Regions from separate parts of the Rattus norvegicus genome. Here region 1 is linked to region 2. Evidence: chromatin contacts called from public Hi-C data. All regions are on one chromosome and are shown on one strand. Each heading gives the region's core, a stretch centred on a gene start, on an enhancer-like site or on the middle of the called end of the contact. The rest is flanking DNA. Distances are from core to core; before and after follow the strand shown. Region 1 has its middle 470 kb from the start of Mir551b. Region 2 overlaps Mecom (MDS1 and EVI1 complex locus).

Evidence for each region. Hi-C and Micro-C count contacts between places; a contact is called where the count stands out from the background.
Region 1: a contact with region 2 is called in a Hi-C map of liver, with 2.4 times the contacts expected there. The contact joins two enhancer-like sites. A contact is called at or near these places in 5 of 12 Hi-C or Micro-C datasets (hepatocytes, kidney and liver).

What each region holds. Positions count from the first base shown.
Region 1 is chr2:115,440,378-115,446,228 of GRCr8, reverse strand. No RefSeq gene overlaps it. Among named protein-coding and RNA genes, the nearest start is that of Mir551b, 470 kb to the left of the region's middle. Within about 2 kb of position 4,363, at least 1 of the 93 cell types and tissues checked has an H3K27ac peak or open chromatin away from gene starts, as enhancers often do. A contact at or near this core is called in liver, where this site is marked.
Region 2 is chr2:115,388,456-115,394,074 of GRCr8, reverse strand. It overlaps Mecom (MDS1 and EVI1 complex locus), which reads right to left. Exons shown (of 17, transcript NM_001389282.2): 17 at 1,023-2,598. The coding sequence ends at 2,464. Among named protein-coding and RNA genes, the nearest start is that of Mir551b, 530 kb to the left of the region's middle. Within about 2 kb of position 2,799, at least 5 of the 93 cell types and tissues checked have an H3K27ac peak or open chromatin away from gene starts, as enhancers often do. A contact at or near this core is called in liver, where this site is marked.

The sequences.
Region 1 (5,851 bases), core at 3,114-5,613, 51 kb before region 2:
TTTGTTTTGTTTTGTTTTGTTTGTTTTGTTTTGTTTTGTTTTTTCTACCTTCTTATTTCCCCGATTGCTTTGGTTTTAAAACAATTAGTGTATTCCTTTCAAATTCAATAAAAACACACCAAAATAATCTATTTCTAGGCTCTAGAAAATTCTCACGGAATCTTAAAATTTAGTTTGATAAATCAAAAAAAGGTTAAAATATGATGTCCAGTGACCAAGTGAGTCAGTAAAAACATACTAATTAAAATCAGCATATGTAATTTACAATTTCTTAATAGTATGAAAGAAAACTATGTGTTGAGAAATTTTCAGAGTAGTTGTAGATGGTATTCAGTCAAACTTACACATGTAGGTTATTTTAAAATCAGTTTAAATAGTTTTTCATACTTAACATGTAAAAACCTTTTGCTTTTTAAAAGAAACAAGCTCTTCCTCAATATTATATTTATGAACAAGCCAGCAACCTGGCGTTTAAGCAATTTCATTTTTTCTAGATGTTTTAAGTGACTGTTTGCTCATTGATTTTTAGTCATATATTGAACCTGTAACTACTATAACGAACTCCATTTCAAAGTGACCTTTACTTAATGCAACTTCTGGCTGCCTGAGTCAGAATTTGGAAAGGGATAATCGTTTCACATTTTGAAAATAATATGCTTCCCAACGTAACACATGAGCAATTATTATTTTTAACCAAGTTTGAATTGCTTCTATATTTTTTTAAAATCATGAATTATCACATATTTCCTATGAAGCCACTAATATATCAGATTTAAACCAACACTGCAAAATACATATTATTACATCTAATTTATGTTAGCATAATCATAGTAAGTACAACCATTGTCTATCAGGACTTACGTGAAGCTGGAAAGAATCCTGTGAGTGAGCTCTCTAGTTCCTAGACGAATTTCATGTTTCCTTGGAAGAGACACTCTCCCAATTAATCATATGTGGTGGTCCATTTCCTTCTATTAGGGAACCCTCCTAAGCAGGGAAAAAACCTCTGATTTTCTTCCTGGTTATAATTTAGAGGAATGAGAAGCAGACTGTGGTGGTGTGTACAAGGCAGAATGGACCAAATGCCAGTTCCCAGGCTTCTCCTCAGCTTCCCACAGATGAAGCAAAAGAGCTGAAGTTCTTGCACATGTTTCTGTGTTCTCTGGTTTCTAGTCTGTGGATTAGAATCATGTTCTCGCTGCCTTTCTTAGTCATCCTCTTTCCCAATGAATTTTATCTGTCTTAAGAAAAAAAGAAATGGTGCCATGGAGGCGTAAGACCCGACAGGGAAATGAGCACCACTGTTTTCTCCAGAGTAACTGAAAATGTAGTCTTTAGCTGCCAATTAAATCTTATTTGGTAGCCATGCCATTCAAATGTCTCCTTATGGAGCTCTTAGGCAGCACAGAGAGCAGCGTCATTGTCAACGTAAGCAACTGCATTTGCCACCTTTAATCCTCCTTGCAGCTAATACATGGTATTGCTTGCTGCGATGGCGGCTGTTTCCTTTGGTAGAAAGCTTTTTGGAATGTCTGAGACCCTCCTGATTTTCAACATGCTCTCTCCTGCTTCCTCCACTTCACTGCTTCCGTTCCTCAAACATCTTTGTTCTTTCACACAAGATGATGAAAAACTGGAGGTAAATTTGACCTCCAAAGTCCAAAAGGAAGGGCTGGAAAGGACTCCATAGGTAACGGTCATAGTTTGCAAGCATGAGAACCAGAGTCTGAGCTCCAGATCCTACCGCAGAAGAAAAACCAAAGACAGCTGAAGTATAACCTCTAACCAACCTACAGGGAAGAAGTGACAGGTAGATCCCTGGAGCTAAGGGGCGACCACTCTTGCCTCCTTGTCAAGCTCCAGCCAGGTAACAGACCTCCTCCTACAAGTGTAGCAAACATCTATCTTCCTGAGGAAAGACACCAGAGCTTGCCCTGATGCCTCTATGTGAACCTGCTCACGACATATATATCCATACATATACACACCCAGGGGAGCTATTGGAAGCAGAGGACTGGGGAAAGAGAGGAAGTTGTCTTCAGTGATGTACTGACTAGGGAGTGACTCACCAGGGCCTACACCGGCAGCCCTAGTCAAACCCAGTGCATCAAGAAGCAAAACAAAGAGATGTGAACCTGGGATGGGAAGTCAATGGGAAGAGAAGAGTGGGAGGAGAATGAGAGGGAGGGAGGTGAGTGGTACCAGAGTTACTACACACATGTATGAAATTACCAACAGGTAAATTAATTTGAAGAAATTAAAGGAGAGAGGGGACAGAAGAAGTCAAGGAAGGAAGGAAGAAGACAAATGGACGGAGTGGGGGAGGGGAAGGAGAGAGGGAGGACAGCCTAAATGAAAACAAAAGCACACACAACCAAGCAGTAAACAGGAAGGGAAAGGTGCAAAGAAGAGGAGGGAAGGATGGGACCAGAGAAATGTGAAGTCCTGTCCGCTAGTCACCTAACACCAACTCTGCCTTGCAAAGGAATATTGTAAACATGTCCTTACAGCTATTTTTTGAGAGCAGCTATGGAAGAGGCTTCTGAAAAAATACCCAGGATTGCTTCAATCTCTTTGGCTTGAACATTCTCATATACAAACAGCATGGAAACCTATCTTGCTGACTCGGAAGCAAGGGTAGTTTCCTTACTAACTCTTCTCCATGTAAAGAAACCTGGTCTTCTTATTTAATAGAGTTGCTCACTGTGCAAGTGTGAGACTTGCAGTGAATTGAAAATAAAATATCAGATGACTATTTTCTCAGTATTGATTAAACACCCTGTGTGTAAGTTCTCCTTCTGGGCTACAAGATACAATGAATAAATTCAGGGCTCTGGCAGTAATAAAGTCAGTTATGGAAATAGGTGATTGAAGATGATCAAACCCTGAGTTAGGTGTGATGGAGACTCTGGAAACATTCACAGACCTTTTCTGGTCACTCAAAAAAGGTAGAGGAGCTCATTGATTTGTTGTCTAATGTGCCTGCTGGTTGGCTGTGCCATGAAAGCAAAAAGTTCTTTTCTTGGGAGGCACATGATCTTGTATAGAAATACATCATATTTCATCATATATGTCACTGAGTATATATATATGTATATATATATATATATATGTGATGATAAATAATCAGGAGGGAATGTTGGAGCTATAGAGAGGAGATAGGAAGCTGAGGAAGGATGGTTTTAGCGATCCCATTTATCCCATGATACTAGGCAGGATAGAGATTTTCTGTGGTATGTTGACTTCTGCTGTGTGCATCATTTTGTCTTTCAAAGTAAACTTCCTGGTGACACATTTAAAGTCTGAACCAGATATGTCACAGCACTACATTAGCACTTTTTTCAGTTCTATACAGCCTGGCTTTCCCCAGCTTAAGAACATCACACCTGAGGTAATGGTCCTTTTCCTGAACCACAACTCCAGGACTGTAGATCTCCCTAGTCAATGCAGGTAAAGGAAAGGTGGGTGACACTGGGTGTGCACACGGGAAAGAGAAGTAGATGTGCTTACAGAGCACAGGTATTCTGTCTGGATTTCAGTAATACTGTAATCAGAATCACATTGCTTTGAAACAGGAACTCTGGGCTTCTAAGAGCTGTGAGGTGGAGATTTACCAACTGACCTAATCATACAAAGAAAATGTCAAACTCCAGTAACAGATTTTTGTGCTCTTGTCTGCCTGAAGAGTAGAAGTTGGAACTCTTGCTCGGCACAGATCACAAAGCACACAATTACCATGGCTCCATGTTTTAGCAAAGAGTTTTCCTTCAACGTGCCAGATATTGTTAAAAACACAAAGATCCCTGTTCATAAACACTAGGCTCTATTCAGATCCAAACACACATGTTTATTTGTGTGCTCAGTGGCCTGCATACTTTGAGGATCATGTAAATAATAAAGTTAAACTACTTTATTTGGTATGAGTGAAGTTGATGGGCCAATAATCAGACACATTTGTGGGCCAATGCATGGGAACATGTGTTATTGATGAGAAACGGTGAACAGTGTGCATGTAAAAGGATTCAAGAAGCCTACCCCACATCTCTCTTTAGTTGCGTGAATATTAGATGAAGTTCTAGAGGTGGCTACAATTATTTCTTAGCAATGCTTCTCAAAAAGGCAAAACAGCAGTTTAAACTGAGTAAAACCCAGAGTGGAAAATAGTTCTAACATTAAATGTTATCAGAACATTTAGATGATCCCTTAGGTCCCACCATGGGGCAAAAGTCGGTAGGTAGAAATGCAGATGACAATATTTCCCCCATGTCAGCTTCATAGAAAAGGGACTGAGACTAGGCAGACAGGTGAGAAGGACAAGGGAGAGGACAACAATCAACTTCGCTGTCACTGAGTCCATGGTAAGCAGGCTGGGCAGTACACATTGCCTTCCCCTAAACGTTTCAGAACATTCTCCCCTTTCACCTCAATGCAGGGATTTACTTCTAATTCAGTATCTCCTTGCTCTCTGGTCAATAGTAATTTAAATCCCCAAATCAGAGCACTGCTCATGGCAAAGAGCTGAGCTCCGGCTTGAGATGTTGCCAGTTATCAAGAAGTGTTTTCAAACTGCTGAACAAAATCCGCATTCTTCATGTTTTCTGTGTTTTTGGCAAAAAGAAGTTAATACCTGCCCACGACCAGATCTGTTCTGTTGCTGATTTCTGACTTTTGAAACCATTAAGATATAATTTTTGCTACTTATTTTTTCTAGAATTAAGCCAAAAACTGGGTTAAAATTGGCATACAAATAACTCAAAACCATTTTTCTGATCTTGGCAAAGCACAGCAGGGCATTTAGTGGACTTTGCACCCACCTGGGATGACAAAGTTTCTGTCTCTGTGCCCAGCTGATCACAGCCTACCCTGTCTCACAGCCTTGAAAGAGACCTCAAAGGAGAGTGCAGGACTAGGGTGTGACGATAAGCCGAAGGAAAGAACCTTGAAAGAACATCTTCTTCCTGTCACACATTCTCAGTAACTGGAAAAAGTGGCTAGAAATGTCAGCAGAAGCATGCCCCGTGCTGACAGGACTGGAGGGAATGGGGCATCAGAATAGAAACCTAACATTCTCATTGGCGTCAAGATCAGACTACATTCCTACACCTCACCATGCTCTAGGTCCAGTACCTGGTAGCTTTTACCCATGAACTGCAACTCACAGCCATAGGCACAGTTTGTTATGGATTAAAATGATAACTTCAGGGAAGACTTGATTTGAATCAACCACACAGAGGTACCTTGTGGGTATTGTAGTAATACCAAATTAAAAAAAATAAACCAAACCACCAAAAACAAAACAGAAAACAATATCTTTGATAATTACCAAAAAAGGAAGAGAGTTACAATTATAGAGATATGCTTTAAAAGTTCTCAGTAGAATAATATTAATTTGCAACTTACATATGCTCATAGGTCCAATTTAGAGGAAAATAGTGCTGGGAATTAACTCTCAAGGTGAATTAAGAAGTATGTCCAGTAGCATGTATGAAATTCTCAAAGGTAATAAAATTTTAAATTAAAAATGAGATGAGCCCAGAGGTTTGGGAGACAACTACATGTCAGAGATCTCTACTGTCATAAAGTACCTCACTTCAGTTCCCAGCATGCACTCTGCCCGCTCAGTCTGTAATTCTAACTTCAGGCATTGTGATGCCCGCTTCTGACCTCTCAGGCGTCTACGTTCACAGGCATAATATTGTTTCTGCCTTTATGTTTGAATAAACAGGTTAATTTACAAATTTGGAAAACTTCACTGAACTTTGTAAAACAGGTAGCTAATTTTTCCTAAAGTTTAAAAACAAACAGTAAATTTCTAATTAACTGCAGGATTAATTTAATGTGGCTCAAAATA
Region 2 (5,619 bases), core at 1,550-4,049:
TATGACAGTTAACACATCTTGACTTGTACTGATGGCCACAGAAGAGCCCAAGTTTTTAACAATATTGAAGATTTGAGGAAACTATGTTATATCGAACATATAAATGAAGAACTTGTCACAATATACAATGATTTTGTTATTTTTTATAATGATATTTTGAATCTGGGCAAAAACATTTGAAAGAACCATAGGAGAAAACACTTGCTTTTCTGTCAGTAGACCTGGGTTCAGTTCCCAGTACCCGCAAAAGAAGTCTTGCAACTATCTAGAATTCAAGTTCTAGGTTACCTGATGCCATCTTCTAATCACCTAGGGTACCAGGAATGTACATCACACATAGATAGATAGATAGATAGATAGATAGATAGATAGATAGATAGATAGATAGATAGATAGATGATAGATGATAGCTAGATAGATGATAGATAGATAGATAGATAGATAGATAGATAGATAGATAGATAGATAGATGAAAGATGATAGCTAGATAGATGATAGATAAGATTAGATATACTTACAAATATATAAAAAATAAAAAGGACCTAGGGGAAAATGAATGGTGCTTCTGTGCTTGTGAATTTCAATAGTGTCAATATTTCTCTAAGCAAAACCAAAGGTAGGGTTTATAATTCAGGGTTACCCTGCTTGTCTAGTGCATGTAGTAAATCTCTGGGTTTATACCTGGAACACATATACCAGCCAGAGAAAAAGAGAAATGTTGCAAGCTGCTCTCTGTCCTGATTACAATGGGTGTTGCATGCAGACCTGGAGGAAAGCCAGAGCTGGGAAGTGGAGCCTACAGGTCTTGACTTTGCACTGTGACTAAAGTTCACCACAAGCAGCAGAACGCATTGCTGGCTAGGATCTATCACTGTGTCATCTCATAACCTTACAAACATGCTTACATTCTGCAAATCTGTTAGGGCATCGGGGTCTTAAACATTGTATCTTTAGATCATTTGGATGCCAGAAGGGAACTAAAATCGCCTGAGAACAAAAAGCAGCACACAGGGGAGTCACTATTTTCGTCTTTTTTGGAAGTCTTTATTTTTTTTTTTTAGTTGCTCCTCCCACAGTAACGCACTGAAAGGCATAACAGTTTATATTGTACAAAGCATTGGGAGAAAGTACCTCAACTTGCCAATTATTTCCAAATGAGATTACAAACAAAATGGAAAAAAAAAGAAATCTGGTTTCTCCGTAAAGGACAAAATAACTGAATAATGTCTGTTATTTACTTCTCTCTCTTTTTTTTAACATAAGGTCAGGAATGCTTCATTTTACAAATAGGATTAACATGAACATAACATCATCGCACAAGCTTGCAGACAACCAGCATAAAATATGGGGTTCAGTTCTTAATCAGAAGGATCATGCTTCCGTGAAAGAAACTAGAATCATTTATACAATCGAATCGATCTCAGTATTACAAAAACTAAGTTGCATCTAATTGCATTTAGTTCATTAAAAAGGAAAACAAAACAACAACAACCAAAAGGAAGGAATGTTAAGAAAAGCCAAACACTATTGGGCACTCCCACACACAGGACGGCTCACCTTGGTCCTTGGAATTCAGAGAGGGTATGCCTCAGACATCATAAAATAGTGGCTGACAGGAACAGTGCTCTTTTTTGATCAACAAACCATAGTTTGCCAACAAATAAATACATGGTACACACAACACACACAAAAAATATTGAAACATTAAAAACAGTGACATGATTGTCTAAAATTAAGATGTCATTACAAGGATTTGGCAAACATTGCATTAGTGGTACAGCGGTACTGGTGATGAACAGGACACGTCACCGACTTAACACCTCTCTGAGCATGAGAATCCATAGTTTACAATATACCCTTCTTGTCCCTAATTTTAAACGATGTACTTAAGAAGGCCAAAGGTAAAGGGTGGGGAGGGGGTGACAAAAACTCCTGCTATCACTTCCTATAATCATTGTGCATTTCTTCTGACTACTTCCGTCTTCAAAGGGTTAAATTACACAAAGCTTTAAAAAGGAAAAAAAAATTTAAATCTGGTAGTTAAAAGCCACTGTTCCCGATCAGATCAGGTGATCTTGTAGAGTTTGATTTCTATGAAGTGTCCGTTGATGTCAATGCTGCCATCTAAACTGCTCCTCTCACCCACCCATGCCCTGCGGCAGGAGAGCGAAAGGTGCCTTCCCCAGTGAGGTTTTCTTTCGCCTCCAATCACTTTTAGATGAATTGATCCTCCAGAAGTCAGCAGCTGCCTTGGCTGTGCAAAACAAAATATTGAGAATAAATAGCTTCCTTTCTCTTTCTCTCTCTCTCTTTCTTTACTCGTTCAGTTTAAGGTCACCGGACTTTAAATGCGTGACCCTTCAGGGTTATAAGGCATTCTGCTCAGCAGTCTTGTAAATAGTTCTGTATGAAAGAGACGTGCTGCCGTTGGACTTGGTCCCACTCTGGTCAACCTTGACAATGTCATACATGGCTTATGGACTGGATGGCACTGGATTCCGCTGCAGCTCTTGCCATGCTGTGCCACACGTTGGAGGAACCGTGGGAGGTGGGATGGAGGGCATCCTTGTCAGACAGTGACAACATCATAGCATATGCCTGGAATGAAGGGGAGAGATTCGGTGAGTGGCACTTGGACAAAAACAGCAGATCTAATTTAAGTAAGATAATCCACAAATATTAGACATGCATGAGAGACTAGACTGAAGCACACTTCATGAGCTTATCTGGAAGTGGGGCTGTGCCCTTTTTATCCGAATGGCATGAAATCAGTGCTCACCTTAGCCAGACTTAGGTAGGAAATGCTCTGACGCTTGTACCTTGTAACCCCGACTTTGGAAGGTAAATGACCGCTCCCAGGTAATATACAACTAGGGCTTATTTCTGCCAAACTTTCAATCTCGTGTCCTTTCTCAAGTTCTACCTTGTGCTTAAAATACCTCCTGTGGACACCTGACACCCTTGAGAATAAGAGAGTCCAGGGAAGTTCCACCAAGAAAGAAAACAAAGCACAAGGACCCAATAACATCCGAGCAACCCTTACTCATGACTCCGCCGCCAAGCAGACGGTGCACAGAAGTGCTCTGACAGGAGGGACACTTTCTTCCCTGTGACCATGCCAAGTTCTAAATAACTGTTCCGAGATCCCCTCACCACTGCCAAGCAAAATATTCAAATGAAGTGTTTGGTCTTGACTTGTGAGTGAACTTTTCACTGTTGATTTGCTATTGTGGGTCTCATCCATTGCTAAACTTGCTTGTCAAAATGCTGTTGAAGTGGAATCATTAAAGTCCTGCCAAAGACATTCCAGGATCTGTAAACAAAGGCGAATGCCTCTGTTGTTCAGCAGGTTCATCTCGGGGAGTCCTGCTGAGACATGTGGCCAGCCTGTGGTTTCTGCTCTCACTGTGCATTTCGTTAGATTAAGGGCTGATCTTGATTTGCTGGGTCATTGCTCTCAATGCACATATTTGGCTTATTTGTGTGTGTGTGTGTGTGTGTGTGTGTGTGTGTGTGTGTGTGTGTGCATATGCACAGGCCTGCACATGAGAGTTACATATACACATGAGCACATATGTCTATGTAAAAACCAAAGGTCGCATTGACTGGATGCTGTTCATCAGGTATGTTATGTTTTGAAACCTGATCTCTCCCTGGTTTGGAACTCTCACCAACTAGGCTAGCTGGCTGGCCTATGGACATCAGAGATTCTCCACCCACTAATTTGGCTTTCTTTCCATGAGTTCTGGGATTTGAGCCCCTGTCCTCATGCTTGCAAAGCAAATATTTTAATGACTGAGCCACATTTGATTTTATATATGAGATTTGCCCTCTGAGTTGGCACAAAAACCTCAGTGTTTATTTAACTAATATTCCTTAACCATGAACTTTGTTGCCAGGCCCTGTGCTAAATAACTAAAGAATTAAGGACAGAGCATAGAGACTACTGGTACTTCATGGTGACCTTGGAGAAGTCACTGTACTCTTGAGTTTTAATTTCCTTATACAAAGAGACAACTATTAAATAGAATAGTATTGTCTCCAGTGATTAGAGAGGAAACATGAAACTCAATTCAATATATTCCATGCAAATTGGTAACTATTAGGATATTAGTTGTTTTAGAATATAATTTTCCTCAAGGAAATTCCCACAGCAAGATAAAGTCATTATTTTGCCAATCAATGACTTTTGGATTCAATTACTATAAAAATTACAGAGTTAATATATAAACACTTGCTCTTGCTCTTGCCCTTACTCTTCTCTGCTCTGTGCCCTCTTCCCTGTCCCTTCTCTCCCCCATCCCCTCCCCCTTCCTCCATGTGCTCATGGCTGGCCGTTGTTCCTCCCCCCCTTCTACTCTGCTTCTCTCATTAAACCTCCCCACATGGAAATACACACACACACACACACACACACACACACACATACACACACATACACACACACACACACACACACACACACACACACATGCATGCTTGAGAAAAGCACCAGGAAACTATTTTTAAAAATACAACTCAAAGTGTGTGTTCCTTGGTACTCAGATAGCAACTGAAACATGGGGATGCTGCCCCGTTCTCCAGAACGAAGGAGACAACTTGCTAAACCACAAAATGGATGAATAAATGACAAGTGAATGAATAAAGGGATTCATGATCAATTTAGTTTATAACACATATGTAAATAACATATATATATGTATATAAATATATACATATATGTAACAAACACCAGCTAGGTTACACATGTCTGTATTTATTGTGATGCTAGCTGAGGCCATATCTAGGCAGGACATTGACCTCAAAACGTGGGTCCTTAGAGGCATGCCAGAGCTGTTGTCTCTTCATCCTAAAACCTTTTCATTCTTCTGTATTGGATAGTTTTGATGGCTAGAATATGTTTTACAGTACTTTGGAGTAGAAGAACTAAAAGAAAGAAAGCTTGGATCCTCTGGCGATCTCTGGCGGAAAACAAGGGATTTGTTGAAGCCACCACCTCTTACAGATAGCTCTAAGTAGCTCTGGATGGCTTAATGTTAACACTAGAAATTGAGAAGCCACATTTAGCCCATTGTGTCATAGAACAAAAAGAGAGAACTTTCCCACCCTTCTCTCACAAGGAGGAAATAGGGTTCATCCATAATCTACATGATTCTGCCAGGATGATATAAGCTGTAGAAACCCACTATGCAATGATGACTGTCTGCATCCATTTTTGAAGTAATATCATTTTTCTATTTCCACACATAATATCAATACTTTTATTGAATGTATTGCAAATGATTTATATTATCCTATTGCCATAATGTGCCCCACATCTATAGTCATAGTGACACCATGATCAGCAATCACATCATCTTAGCACAGATTTTACTCTATCACTGTTAAGACCAACCCAAAACAAACATCTCAAAGAATAGGAAACTATCAAAACATACATGCTAATATGGTCCAATTGTTGTGAATGCCATGCTACCTCCAAAATGTTCTAAGTGAACCACACAATTCAACAGTGTGAGAGAGAAAAAGAAAAAAAAAAGATTTACTTGTCCTTTTAAAATGGCCTGAATAAACATTCAGTTGAGTATAGGTGTCATAAAAAAAATTTAGCAACTGGCT